2 separate regions of the Salmo salar genome follow, and region 2 is linked to region 1. A link is a contact called in public Hi-C data. All regions are on one chromosome and are shown on one strand. The core of a region is the stretch at or near the end of the contact, and the rest is flanking DNA. Distances in the headings are between cores, read along the strand shown. Region 1 overlaps LOC106563143 (erbin). Region 2 holds the start of LOC106563143 (erbin).

Evidence for each region. Hi-C and Micro-C count contacts between places; a contact is called where the count stands out from the background.
Region 2: a Hi-C map of gill shows a contact between it and region 1, with 3 times the contacts expected there. The contact joins the promoter of LOC106563143 here to the enhancer-like site in region 1. A contact is called at or near these places in 2 of 3 Hi-C or Micro-C datasets (gill and muscle).

What each region holds. Positions count from the first base shown.
Region 1 is chrssa11:74,145,791-74,152,599 of Ssal_v3.1, forward strand. All of the region lies in intron 2 of LOC106563143 (erbin), which reads right to left. Among protein-coding and RNA genes, the nearest start is that of LOC106563143, 55 kb to the right of the region's middle. Within about 2 kb of position 4,676, at least 4 of the 13 cell types and tissues checked have an H3K27ac peak or open chromatin away from gene starts, as enhancers often do. A contact at or near this core is called in gill, where this site is marked.
Region 2 is chrssa11:74,201,009-74,207,325 of Ssal_v3.1, forward strand. It overlaps LOC106563143 (erbin), which reads right to left and starts at 3,109. Exons shown (of 28, transcript XR_001319187.2): 1 at 2,457-3,109. It also overlaps the pseudogene LOC106563149.

The DNA.
Region 1 (6,809 bases), core at 3,426-5,925:
TGGATACGGAGAACATCAACACATTAACATCAACACGCCAGAGGAAAGGGAAAGGGTTATACCTAGTCAGTTGTACAACAATGCCTTCAGGATATACCCATTGGACTAGGGGCTCTGCTGGGACTTTACATCATATTTGGATGTTTTTATTCTGCTTTGCAACTAAAATCATAAACATTGACCACTAAAATATTGTGTTATTGTTATGTGTATTAATAATAATTATTATTATTAGGGCGGGGGGGAGTTCAAAAGGTTATTCGAGGATCCATTGAGGGGTTTCTTTGAAGAACCATTTTAAAATGGTTCTTCGAACTTGTAGGGGTTCCCCCCCCCCCCCCCCCCCAGTTTCAATTTGAAGAACCCCTAAAAGGATAGTCCAGGAACCTTTTCTTTTTAGAGTGTAAGAGGTGAGAAATACATGATATACCTCACAAAAAGCTGTGACTCTCCTTTCTCTAACTAGAACTGCATGTTGAGCAATGGTCAAATGCTTGTGCTTCTCAGAATGCTTTTCTCCCTCCTCCGTGCGCAGTGACAAAAGGGAGTAAGAGATGCTCGCTCACGCAGCAGCCAACAGCGAAACAGGGACAGGCAGATATTTTCGAAGCTGGAATCAACATAATGCTTAGGCCATTACCGTTGACCAAATAATCATTTTAGAACAATCTACAGGAACGTTGTGTAGCAAATTCACAGACATACACAAAATGCTTCGGTAAAAGGAAGGCAATGTCGGTGTCTGTAATTTTTGGTTTATTGCTCTAGCCTCCCTTTATCGGTCATAATAACACACACACACACACACACACACACCACTGGGCCTCTGACGTCTGCACACACTGAGGGCCAAACATAGGAAAATGATTGCGTGCCTCAGGGATAAGAGGTCAAAATAAAAATGTATGCATGCATGCATGACCAAGCCTTGGATAAAAGTGTCTGCTAAATTGCATATGTGATTCTATATTATAAATGCATTAAATGACTAATGTTACCGGGGTTTCCCAGGGAACCCATGCACCAGTCTGTACTATCCAGATACTAATGACCATGCCTCGTTCTTCACACTATCTCCTTTTGTAATCTCTATACTGACCTACTGTTACTGGCATCTAGCCATATCATCATGGTTGTTATTTACCAGGGGCTTTCCCAGATAAGTCGGCCTGTCAGGACCCAATCATTGGAGGACCGTGGCATATTTACTATTAGACTGTCAGCCATCAGCGGCTGTTGTGTTGATTTCACACACGAGCACACACACAACCCTAAGGGCCTGTCAGCATCCTACATTGTGAGTAATCAGGTATATCAGAGGACAACAGTGTGTGTGTGTGGAGGTCTGGACTCCATTCACAGCAAGATGGAGTAGCTGGCTGACTACTTAAAAGGTTATTCATGACGCAGAGAGCCAGAGAGCGTGTAGGAGGAGAGAGGGATAGGTGTTGAAGATGAGGTGCATGAAGGGAAGGGCGAATGTGACTGATGTATGTGAGGAGGAGAGGGGCGACGTGAAGAAGAGAGGAAGAGGGATGCGTGCGAACGGCAGAGAGAAGGAAACGTCAGGTCAAAAGGAAGGCAGCGCGCCAAGAGATGACGAACATACTTCAATCGCAGAGGTGAGGCCGGACGAGAGAAGGACGGACACAGAAACTAAAGCAGGAGAATGGAGGAATAGGTTACATACAAGGAGAGAGAGAGAGTGCAGTACACTGAAGAAGAGCAGGTGGATGGGGGGGAAGGGTGATGGGGATAGGAAGGGTAGGCTAAGGCTAAGCTACAGTGTTAGCATAGCGAGAGAGCCTTAATCAGAGTTAGTGCTAGCTAGCTTCCTGAGGACATACGCTGCCTGATAGGCTGCTCTCATTAACAAGAAACGTACACTGCCTGTTGCCTCACCACAGTGCAACATGGTTTAGCTAGCCTCTGGGGGCTGATGCAACCTTCAATACCTGCCCTGGTCCACAAAACGTTCCCCAGGCCTTGCCGTTGGCGAGAGCCTTCATGTTCAGAGCATTTCCAGACATGCTAAGCTCTCTGTACTAGCCGATTTTCCCTCTACGTACTCATTTACATGTCTACAGTGACCCTCATCCTCCACACCAACTGCAGCCCTCATTGTCCACATACAACACCCGTTCTGGCAGTCACATTCTGTTAAAGGTCCCCAAAGCACACACATCCCTGGGTCGCTCCTCTTTTCAGTTCGCTGCAGCTAGCGACTGGAACGGGCTGCAACAAACTCACACTGGACCATTTTATCTCCATCTCTTCATTCAAAGACTCAACCATGGTCACTTACTGACAGTGGTGGCTGCTTCGCGTGATGTATTGTTGTCTCTACCTTCTTGCCCATTGAGCTGTTGTCTGTGCCCAATAATGTTTTTTTGCTGCTACCATGTGCTGCTGCCATGTTGTGTTGTCATGTGTTGCTGCCTTGCTATGTTGTTGTCTTAGGTCTCTCTTTATGTAGTGTTGTGGTGTCTCTCTTGCCGTGATGTGTGTTTTGGCCTATATTTTTTTTTTTATCCCAGTTCCCCGTCCCCGCAGGAGGCCTTTTGGTAGGTCGTCATTGTAAATAAGATGTTGTTCTTAACTGACTTGCCTAGTCAAATAAAAGGTTAAATAAAACAAATATAGAATAAACAAATCATTTTTAAAAGTAGTACGTGTGTCAATAATAACTGCGTTAAGTAACAGTGGCGTGGCTAAAGTGAGAGGTGTGTCAATGGCCGTGGGTTTAAAAATACACCATATGCATATAAACTCCTTGCAGGCCTCTGCGTGTTTGGTTGTGTAAGTTTTTTTGTGTCTGTATGCGGGTGTCTGTCACTGGTCCGGTGTAATGGTGAATGAACTGGGTCAAAGGGCAGGTCATTAGTCTCCCCCATCTCTCCTCCTCTCCTCGGAGCAGTAAAAGCTCTTTCCCCTTCAGACAGTAACCCACCGTCTCGTAGGTCAGTGGCGTCGTCATGGCAACTGCTGTTAGGGGCGGCTAAAGAGACCCCCCCACCCACCCCACCCCACCCCTTACATACACAGTGTGGTAGAAACCTGCTCTGTGTTGAAGGAGTGAGATCCTTCAGTTCACATTCTTCCAAACTGCCCTGGTGATGTTGACTATTTTCGGTGTTAAACACAGGCAATTATTTAAGCTAGGACACGCAAACATACAAAACGCACACACAAAAATTGGCACCTGCTGTAGTTGCCTTATCCTAACATAGCTCAAGTGGCCAATAAAGCTGGTGAATTAGAAAAGGGGGTAGCTAGGTGAGAGGCAGGAGGAGGAGAGAGCGGTTATCTCCCACTGCAGTACTCTGCCATCGGACAGACATGTCCCCGGTGCCGGAGTCAGTGGTCTGGACAGAGAGGATGGGGTGATAAAGGAGGCAGGAGGGGTTGCAGCTGACCTGGAACCTGAGCAGATAGAGAGAGCTTCCTGTCTCCAGGGCTACCATTCATCTCCCCATCTCTCACTGTCTGTGTGTTCATGTTCACACGCACTCTGGGCATGTGCAGATCTCCCAACAGTCTCTGCCGGCCAACTGAGACTCGCTGACCCACTTCAAGTTCATCCACTGAAATACACTGGGAACCAATTACACAACACTCCGGTTAGCTCCCTCTCTAACCTAACCTAACCTTAGGGGGAGATAGGGGTTCATTTGCGACTGGGTGTCCCTGGCTGTTTCCCAAAATGGCACCCTATTCCCTTTATAGTGCCATACTTTTGAACAGGGCCTATCAGGAATAGGCTGCCATTTAGGACCCATCTGAGCTGTTCAAATGAGAGAAGGGAAGTAGTTGGTGAGTAGTGCGTGTTTGTGTGTAGAGCGGAAATGTGAGGCGCACAGCGTCTGATGTGACAGGATAGCGTTATTTATAGAAGGTAGCAGCATTTATCTGGTTAATATGCTAGAATGTGATTAGACTAGAAGTCTTGCAGTCTTACGGAAGGAGCTTTTTGATCCTGATTCTGTAGGCTGCTGCAGGAATGCTGCCTGCCTGCTGGGTCAATGACAAAACTCGTCACCCAGAGAATTAGGCCCAAAGAAAAGAGAAAAAGAAAGTAGGAGAAAAAAAAAGAAATCCTACGGTGGGAGGGAGGCTGCTAGAAGAAGAGAGGAAAGAAAAGGCTGCTTCCTCAATGTGAAGGAACAGCGGAGTGCCAATGGCTAGGAGGCCTGGCTAGCTGCCATGTAGTTTCATGATTTCACCGCAGACAATGCAGTCTTCTTGATAATGAACTTGTTCACAAACACTGTAGTACACTTCCATTGAAGCGTCTGTCATGCCAAACAATTCCTTAGAAGATGGCTGAAGTAGAAACAGAAAAGTAGCCAGGTTAAAGCCAAGCTGATGTTGAATGAAATCAAAATGCAGCTAATGTTAGGTGACATTAGATCAGGACTACTTGTTGAGGTCCGAAACCCCGGTGAGTGTCACCTCGGTCCGTAACCCCGGTGAGTGTCACCTCGGTCCGTAACCCCGGTGAGTGTCACCTCGGTCCGTAACCATTTACATTTACGTCATTTAGCAGACGCTCTTATCCAGAGCGACTTACAACCCCGGTGAGTGTCACCTCGGTCGCCCGGTGAGTGTCACCTCGGTCGCCCGGTGAGTGTCACCTCGGTCACCCGGTCACCTCTGCACTGGATTCACCCCCAGCAGGCACCACAGGAGAGGTGCAGGCAGCTCCTCAATAATTCAGAGGATGATATTGGGTTAGGGAGGTCCACACACACACACACAAGTAGGCCTACTACTAAACACACGGTACACACACACACACACACACACACATCCAGCGCTTCCTCAGCTTACCACTCTGGCCAAGAACACAACCGCACTCAAGTCTCCACTGAGGCACTCGACAACGTGGGAATGCACTAGAAAGGCCCCAGAGTGGAGAAAATAGAAGTGACTTTCAATGGAAATGGGTGGAAAGATGACACTGTTGTAGGTATCAGTGGCAGCAGCATGGGGCCCGAGCGGAACCGGCTCTTCCAGTTTCCAAGGTTTTGGTTCTCACCAGTGTCCTCGATTCTCTGCGGTCTTATGGGACCGGGGAGAACAAAACCATGATTGTTTCCTTTGAATCTCTGGTGCAATGAGGCTTAGTAATCTGATCTTGGTGACAAACACAAAGGGTGGGGGACGAACTGAAATGAAATTGAAACTGTAGAAATGATAATGGACGTATATTCATAGAGTTTGACTGCTCTAATAATCCCTGTGCACTGTCTATGGATCTACATGTGTCCTGCTTCTTGATTGTCCAGCGCTTTAATAATCACTAGACAGTCAGGGAACATAGAAAATTACAAAAATGGTGACGATGCGGCCCAGGGGGAAAATGAGTTCGACACCCCTACTCTAAAAGCATCTTCCTCCCCCTCTACAGTTCACATACACACTAACCTTCTCACGCCGGGCTAGCTAGAAGACTAGATTCTCTCTCCCACACACACACACACACACACACACACACACACAGACACTTGATACATGTGGATCTCTCTTTATGATTGACTTCTCCATTGGAATGTTTTCACTAACACCATGTCTTGGTTCTGTCACTCACTGGCACAACATGTTTATGTATCTCTCGTTCACCCTCTCCCCTTCCTCCCTTCTCCTCCCCCTCGGTCTCCCTCGCTAGGATCTGGCAGCAGTCCTTCCTTCAGTATCAGAAAGGTCTTGGAACACTGGGTTTTAACTGAGGATGTAGTCGCAGGCTAATGTTGCAGCACACACCACTATGAGACATCGTTGATTATGCCATTCCATACGGCCCAACTAACAGCCATCCTCATATAAAACACTACATAGCCTACCTAACAAGATAATAGTGATGGGGGGGGGGGGGAATCTACACAGTTCCATATTGGGATATTATTTTTGACAATATATCGTATTGTTTTGACAATATCGCAATATTTCTGTGCTAGATTGCTGTACCTGCACTAAAACAAGGCACTTTTATTTCCATGACTGATCAAAACGTGTTTTGTCAGGGCTCTCTCGTCCCATGGCAGCAGACATATGGTGAGAAATATGCTCGTGACATTGAATCGTGTATAATAAAAAATAAATCACATTATCGAATCGCAATACATATAGAATCGTGAGAGTCGCAATACATATCGCATCGGATACCGAAATATCAGGATATAATTTTCATGCGGTCGCTGGCAATTCCAAGCCCTAGAAGATAAGATTTCCAATACTGCCTAATTTGAGCAGCAAACTGACCCGGGTACGTCTTCATTTCAATTCCCTTTGAGATGCCCATCATAATTATTCTGTTCAATAACTCCCAGTACGTTAACGCTGCTTTAGACATGCATGGCCCCGGGCAGAGGAATGCAGCCTTATAGCTTTCACCTTATTGGTTCAGTCTCTCAAAGCTCTGGGGTCGCCAGGATGTCATAGCAGCCCGAGACTGGTAATACACAGGCACAGATCGGCCAATCAAACATAAACACTGCATGTTTGATTGACAGCCTGTCAGGCTTTTTTGTAGGCTTAGAATACACACAAATACAGATTGAATTCCAATGCTCAAAGCACTTCACATGGAAGCGCAATGGAGAGAATTCACCTCATCCACCACAATGCAACACCAACCTGAAGCCTCTCAAGCTGGCTAGTCCAAGCTACATCTTTATTAGCAACACAGGAGGATTTGCCCACTACCCAGTGGGTCCTTTTGACTGACATTTGGGGAAACACTGGTGTCAGTCCTAAACCAAGTTAGAGTTAAAATTACAAGAGCATGGGAAACACATGGTCTTGTTAAG
Region 2 (6,317 bases), core at 1,859-4,358, 54 kb after region 1:
AAGAAAGGAGAGAGCAGGGACCATGAGAGGCGGACCCTCCGCTGAGACTTATTCTGTGTTCAAAACAACTGGGAACTAGGAAATATCTGACTTCAGTGCCTTCAAGACAACTGGAAACTCCAAAAATAAAAAAGAACCGGTCATCCATCTTGGAAATCCAAGTCGGAAACTCTGGCATCTTTCTAGAGCTCTGACTTTCTGACCTGAAAAGCACCGACGTCATGATCTGACCTCTTTCACTTGACCTCAGTCATTTTCTATTAAAAAGGTATCTTTACTTTTACTAAAGAATGACAATTGGGTACTTTTTCCACCACTGCCAAAATACAAGTGGCCTACTTCCTTATAGCAAGGCTTGGTTGGTCAAATCTGATTATACAATCAAATCACCCTCATACATTTTCTTATTAAACCTTGCATTGGTAACCGGTATGAACATGCCAGGAAAGGAAATGCTACAGCCTACACTTTGCCTACAAGACTTCAACAAAACCATGGTCAGTCTAAAACCAAAATCACAATCAATCTTACCAACAAGCCTAGTCAAAGAACAAATAATTCAACATGGGCCAAATTTGAATTGGCTGTTCTACAGGACTGCAATCAGAGAGGGAGCCGAGGACCATTGCGTGTAATATGTTCACTCACGTCCACTGCTGTACATTGCTATGAAATTCTAAACTACCTGTAAGAGGATGGCGCTGTTACCAAGAAGCTTAAACTTGCAGGCTAACAGAAACCAGATGGAGAGAATTTATTTGGCACATCTTAGATAGCTAACTTAATAGTTATAATCTATATAGCTGACAAACAGTACTGAATTTCATACAAGTGTAAATTGATCACCTCACTTAAGTTCTGCTGCAGGAGTGACTTACCTCACGAAGCTCCCATTTTGCTCGTTGTGCTTTTTTGTAAACAAACACGTGACTGGCTCAAATCGCTGTTTTGGGTAACCATCCCATGTCTTTTTCCAAATACCCTGGTATATACGGTATACCGCCCAAGCACCATTTTCCAGAAATGTTAATTGCAAGTCATGTCTTTCTAGTCAATATCACAACACATTTTACCAATCTGTGAGGTAAAGTTGTTAAAGTATTCAATAATTTAGCATTAGAATGTACCAGAGGCCACCAAAATTCACCCCCGTGCCTTGTCTTTCATTTTCCTGTTACCAGGATGGCTCAGATGTCAAAGCAACAGGATCACCTTTGGACAGTTCTAATAACCTGAGGTGTTAGTTTGGCCTGGGTAAGTGTGTGTGTGCTGGTGCTAAATAGTCAGCCTGATAATCCAGTGAAGATGAGCCTGCCTACCAAGAGCCTACAATCCCCTGAATCAACCTTATCTTGTTTGCTAGATTCATCACCTGCTAATTATCTAAACTCACTAACCACAAAAGCTACACAAAGCAGTCATACATTTTTAAAAAAAATTATAAATTCAAACAGGTTTTACTTGGCATAGACAAAGCATACGGTGACTCACAGGTAAAGCTTGTAATAGCCTACTTATCCAGGGTAAATACAAAATCATAGATGTTTGCATATTAAATAGAAATTCACAGCTTCATGGTTTTATAAAATGTACACCTCCCATTTTAAAATCCCAGAGTCATTGTAGGGTTTCGGTCTAGCTAGCTAATCATTCTAGAATGAGAATGTCATTGGATAACTCCATTTTTAACACTAAGGTTACCATATCAGATAAATCCGTCGTGAGATTAGCCTCACTGGCTTGCATTAAAATACATGATCAAACCCAGCAGATTAAAATTAGCCTGGCTAATCGTATTAGTAAAGGTGAAAGCTAATGAAAAAGCCAAGATGTCGAGTACAGGTCAAGACATCTGTCCTAAAACACGAACTGAAGGTATTCGGCACATGAAGTGATTAACAACATGCATTTAATCTCGTTATTTACAGTTCTATTGGCCTCTTATTTCCTTCCGCATTATACTGATTGTCAATAAAGAGGTCTCATGCCTTTATCTGTGTCACGCCTATGGAACGACTGCATTATCCAATATGTTAGCCAGCATGAAACATTGTCAGATAGCAATTAATTGGGTTGTTGGTCGCCTACTAGCTAGTAGGGTTAGGGTTACATAGTTAAAACAGAAAGTACACGGTAGATTTGACATTCCAGTTTAGGAAAACAAAAACAATAGTAATTGTCAGATTGTGATATTCCAGTCTGTAAAACTAACAACAACCTATCTAGTTTGCTATAACAGAATATAGCTAACTAGCCAAAGCCATTCCATTAGTAATTGTGAGCTTGCCAACACTTTCGTAAGGAAATCCACCTGTGAAGAGTGCAAGTTAGCGAGAACACACACACAGACACACACACCAAGAACCACACTAGCCAACCGCTAGTTTGCTAGCTAGCTAACGCGTTACAGCAAAGTGGTAATGGTAGAACAAGTGTTGTTAACTGATTTCACTTACCGTAAAATAATGTCAAATTTGTTATAAAGTCCGGAAATTGCTTAAAAACCACGAAACTTTTCAACTGTATAAATTCGCTGGCCGACTACGTTTTCCCCTTCAAGCATCCACTCAAAGTACACTTAGCGTTAGCTAGCTAGATAACTGGCTAGCTATCCAGTTAGCAAACGCATTCTTTCGCGAGAGACCAATCCCCTCGAAAGTTGTTTAGCATTCCGAGTTTGCGTCTCGCTGAAAAACAGTGTCCAGTGTGTCAGACAAACAAAAAGTAATGACTAAAATAAACGTGGGACACACAAGTATTCGATTTGATAAGATATTTGGGTTAAAAATATAAAAAGGAACATTAAAATGAATCCAAAATGTCCACAACAGCCAATGAAATTGCTACAAGCAACAACAAAAAAATCCACCACCACGAAAGAAGAATCCTTTCCTTTGAAGAACGCCGCGCCGAAATGTTTTCAATCCTAATCTCCCGTTCTTTTTGCCATTCAAAAAATTATACATACATCTTGTTTGTAGTAAAAACACGCTACAATTCACGACGAAACACAGAGTTGGCCACAGACTGTCAAGCCAACACCAGTGTATGCTGCTGTATCGTTGGCCCAGTCAGTAAATCCAGTGGGGGCAACGACAACCCTGCATCTGATGGGCATGTTGATGTAACCAATGAAACTGGTGTATCAGTCGTTTGTAAATTATGTTCACCAATACGCTTTGTGGAGAGGTAGCTAGGACATATTTTACAGTATATTTTTCGCTGTTATGATACTTACTGCTCACAATTACTTGGAAGGTTATTTTAGATGTTATTTTACAAAAGAAAACAATGTACATTTGTTGTTGTGTGAACAAGACTTGCATTAGGTCCATTGAGGGATATGCACATGACAAAGGGGTACAGTCAGTCAAACAGAGTAAAGCGATGATAGTGATGGAATGTGTCACTGATGCATAATCATAATCGAGTTATTTTCCCTCCCTTCTTTGATGTAATAACCGCTGATACCATTTGAATAGATTAAAGTAATTATCCACTGATCCCCTGTGAAGATACATTGGGAAATAAGCGTTGTTGTGACATGACATAAATAATTACTCCCAAATACAACAGAGAGACTGAAGAGCATCAATGTAGCTAAAAGTGCAATAGTATATACTGCATTTGAACGAATATGAACTGCATTTGAAAGAATATGTTTTAGACATCACCTTGTGGGCAAATTCGATTTGAAATTGAGATTTTTCTACGATGTTCCAGCCTTTAGCCAGAGAGTGGTTTCCCAGACCAGGAACACATCTACCTCTGGACTGAAAAGCATGTCCAACTGAGAATCTCCATTGAAGTGCTTTTTAGTTTTAATCTTCATCCCGACCCTGGAAACTGGCCATAATGTACAATGGTCAGTGTGATGTATGATGTTCTGTCTCCCTCTTGTGGACACACACACACACACACACACACACACACACACACACACACACACACACACACACACACACACACACACACGCACGCACGCACGCACGCACGCGCGCACACACACACACATACATACATACACACAAAACAGTATTTGTATTAATTAAGGATTCCCATTAGCTGCTGCCAATCTTCCTGGGGTCCAAACACATTAAGGCACATAACAAAAAAAAAAAAAACAGTACATAATATGTCATTACACCACTACATATCATCACACCACTCCCTGTATACCAAGACTGCGTGGCATCACACAGTTCCCACTCCAATATCATCAAGTTCGTTGACCCCTTACAAAACAGATTGCAGTTTTGAAACTGTGGTAAAAGTGCAGTAGCTGCAGTTGACAGGTATTTTGGACGCAGTAATTGCAGAATACTGCACCCTAAGTGCACTTACACTGCAAAATTACAGCAGAATTTTTATTTGATTTTGGACACAGTATTTTCAGCTCTACTGCACACTAACTGCCGTTATACTGCAGTGTACTGCAGTTATACTGCACTCTGACTGCAATCTTTTTTCATAAGGGACAACACGACAGTAGTAGGCCTGATTACCAACAATGACGAGAGAGCCTAGGCACTCTGACGGTATGGTGCCAGGTAAACAACCTCTCCCTCAACGTCAGCAAAACAAAGGAGCTGATTGTGGACATCAGGAGGATCCAGGCTGGGCATGCTCCCATCCTCATCAACGAGACTGCCGTGGAGACGGTCAAAAACTTCAAGTTCCTTGGCATACACGTCTCAGAGGAGCGGAAATGGTCAAACCACACAGACACTGAAGAAACTCTGCCTGTCCTCGAGGGCCCTCACAGTGTTCTACAGGAGCATCATTGAGATCATACTGTTGGGTGCATCACAGCCTGGTACAGCAACTCCACCGCCGCTGACCGCAAGGCTCTACAGTTGGTACGTTCAGCCAAATGAACCACTGGATGCACACTGCCTGCCCTCCAGGACACCTACAACACCAGGTGCCGCAGGATGGCCAAGAAGATCATCAAGGACATCAGACACCTGAGCCACGGGCTGTTCTCCTCGCTTCCATCACTCAGATGTGGGCAGTATAGGAGCATCATGGCAAAAACTGTCAGAGTGCCAGTAGCTTCTACCCCCACACCATCAGGCTGCTGAATAGCCACTAGGCATCTAGATACCTGCTCCCCCTGTTCCCCTCCTGCCCCCCGGACTTCCTAATAATCTATCTACAACACAAAATGTATGTCTCTTCACATTCCGCGTTGTTCCATAAGGTGTAGTTAATCTGTTTTATTTAATCGAGCTTGTTTTGATAGTCTGACCATTGAAAAGACAAAAAGCAGAAGGACTGTTATTTCATTAATTCACAAACAGCTTCTTTTTTATTTAACCTTTAACTAGGCAAGTCAGTTAAGAACAAATTCTATTTACAATTTACAGCTTAGTGGTAGTAACAAGGGTTATTATGATTAAAGTACTTTTCACTGAAAACATAACACATGTATTGTCATCTTTTTGAGATAACTTTTCACATTGACCAAGTAAAAATAACCATACTTTTGCAGTTGCCTTTTCTGTTCCAAGCTTTGTCAGTATGTAAGACTGAAAATATAACATCAAATACCAAGGTAGCACAGCATTTCTCACACAAAAACAAGCCGTTTTAAGTGAGTGAACACTCCCACCTTACTATTATAGTGCTCAAACAATTAACACAATACAACATGGCAACTCCAATACAATAACATCAGGTATATCAACTGTATAAAAAGAAAAACATATTGTCATCTGGAGTGAGAGCGATAGGGGGGGTCAGTGATGACCATTCATTGTTCCCTCAGCTTTGGCCAATCCCTTGCATTGAAAGAACGCATCCTGGCAAGGTTCACGACCCAGGAAGGTCTTCAGCATGTCCCTTCCATCGACAGAGCCACCAGCCTCCAGATTCACCCTCTTGTACTCCTTCACCACCTGATGATAAGATGGGCATACAGAACATGTCAGTCAAAAGAAACTTAATGCTTAAATGCAAGATATTCCTCTCTACTAGAGTGTGTGGGTACATAAGAGTAAATCATGATAAATTGTGTACAGTGCCTTGCGAAAGTATTCACCCCCTTGGCATTTTTCCTATTTTGTTGCCTTACAACCTGGAATTAAAATTCATTTTTGGGGAGTTTGTATCATTTGATTTACACAATATGCTTACCACTTTGAAGATGCAAAATAATTTTTTATTGTGAAACAAACAAGAAATAACACAAAAAAAACTGAAAACTTGAGCATGCATAACTATTCTACCCCCCAAAGTCAATACTTTGTAGAGCCACCTTTGCAGCAATTACAACTGCAAGTCTCTTGGGGTATGTCTCTATAAGCTTGGCACAT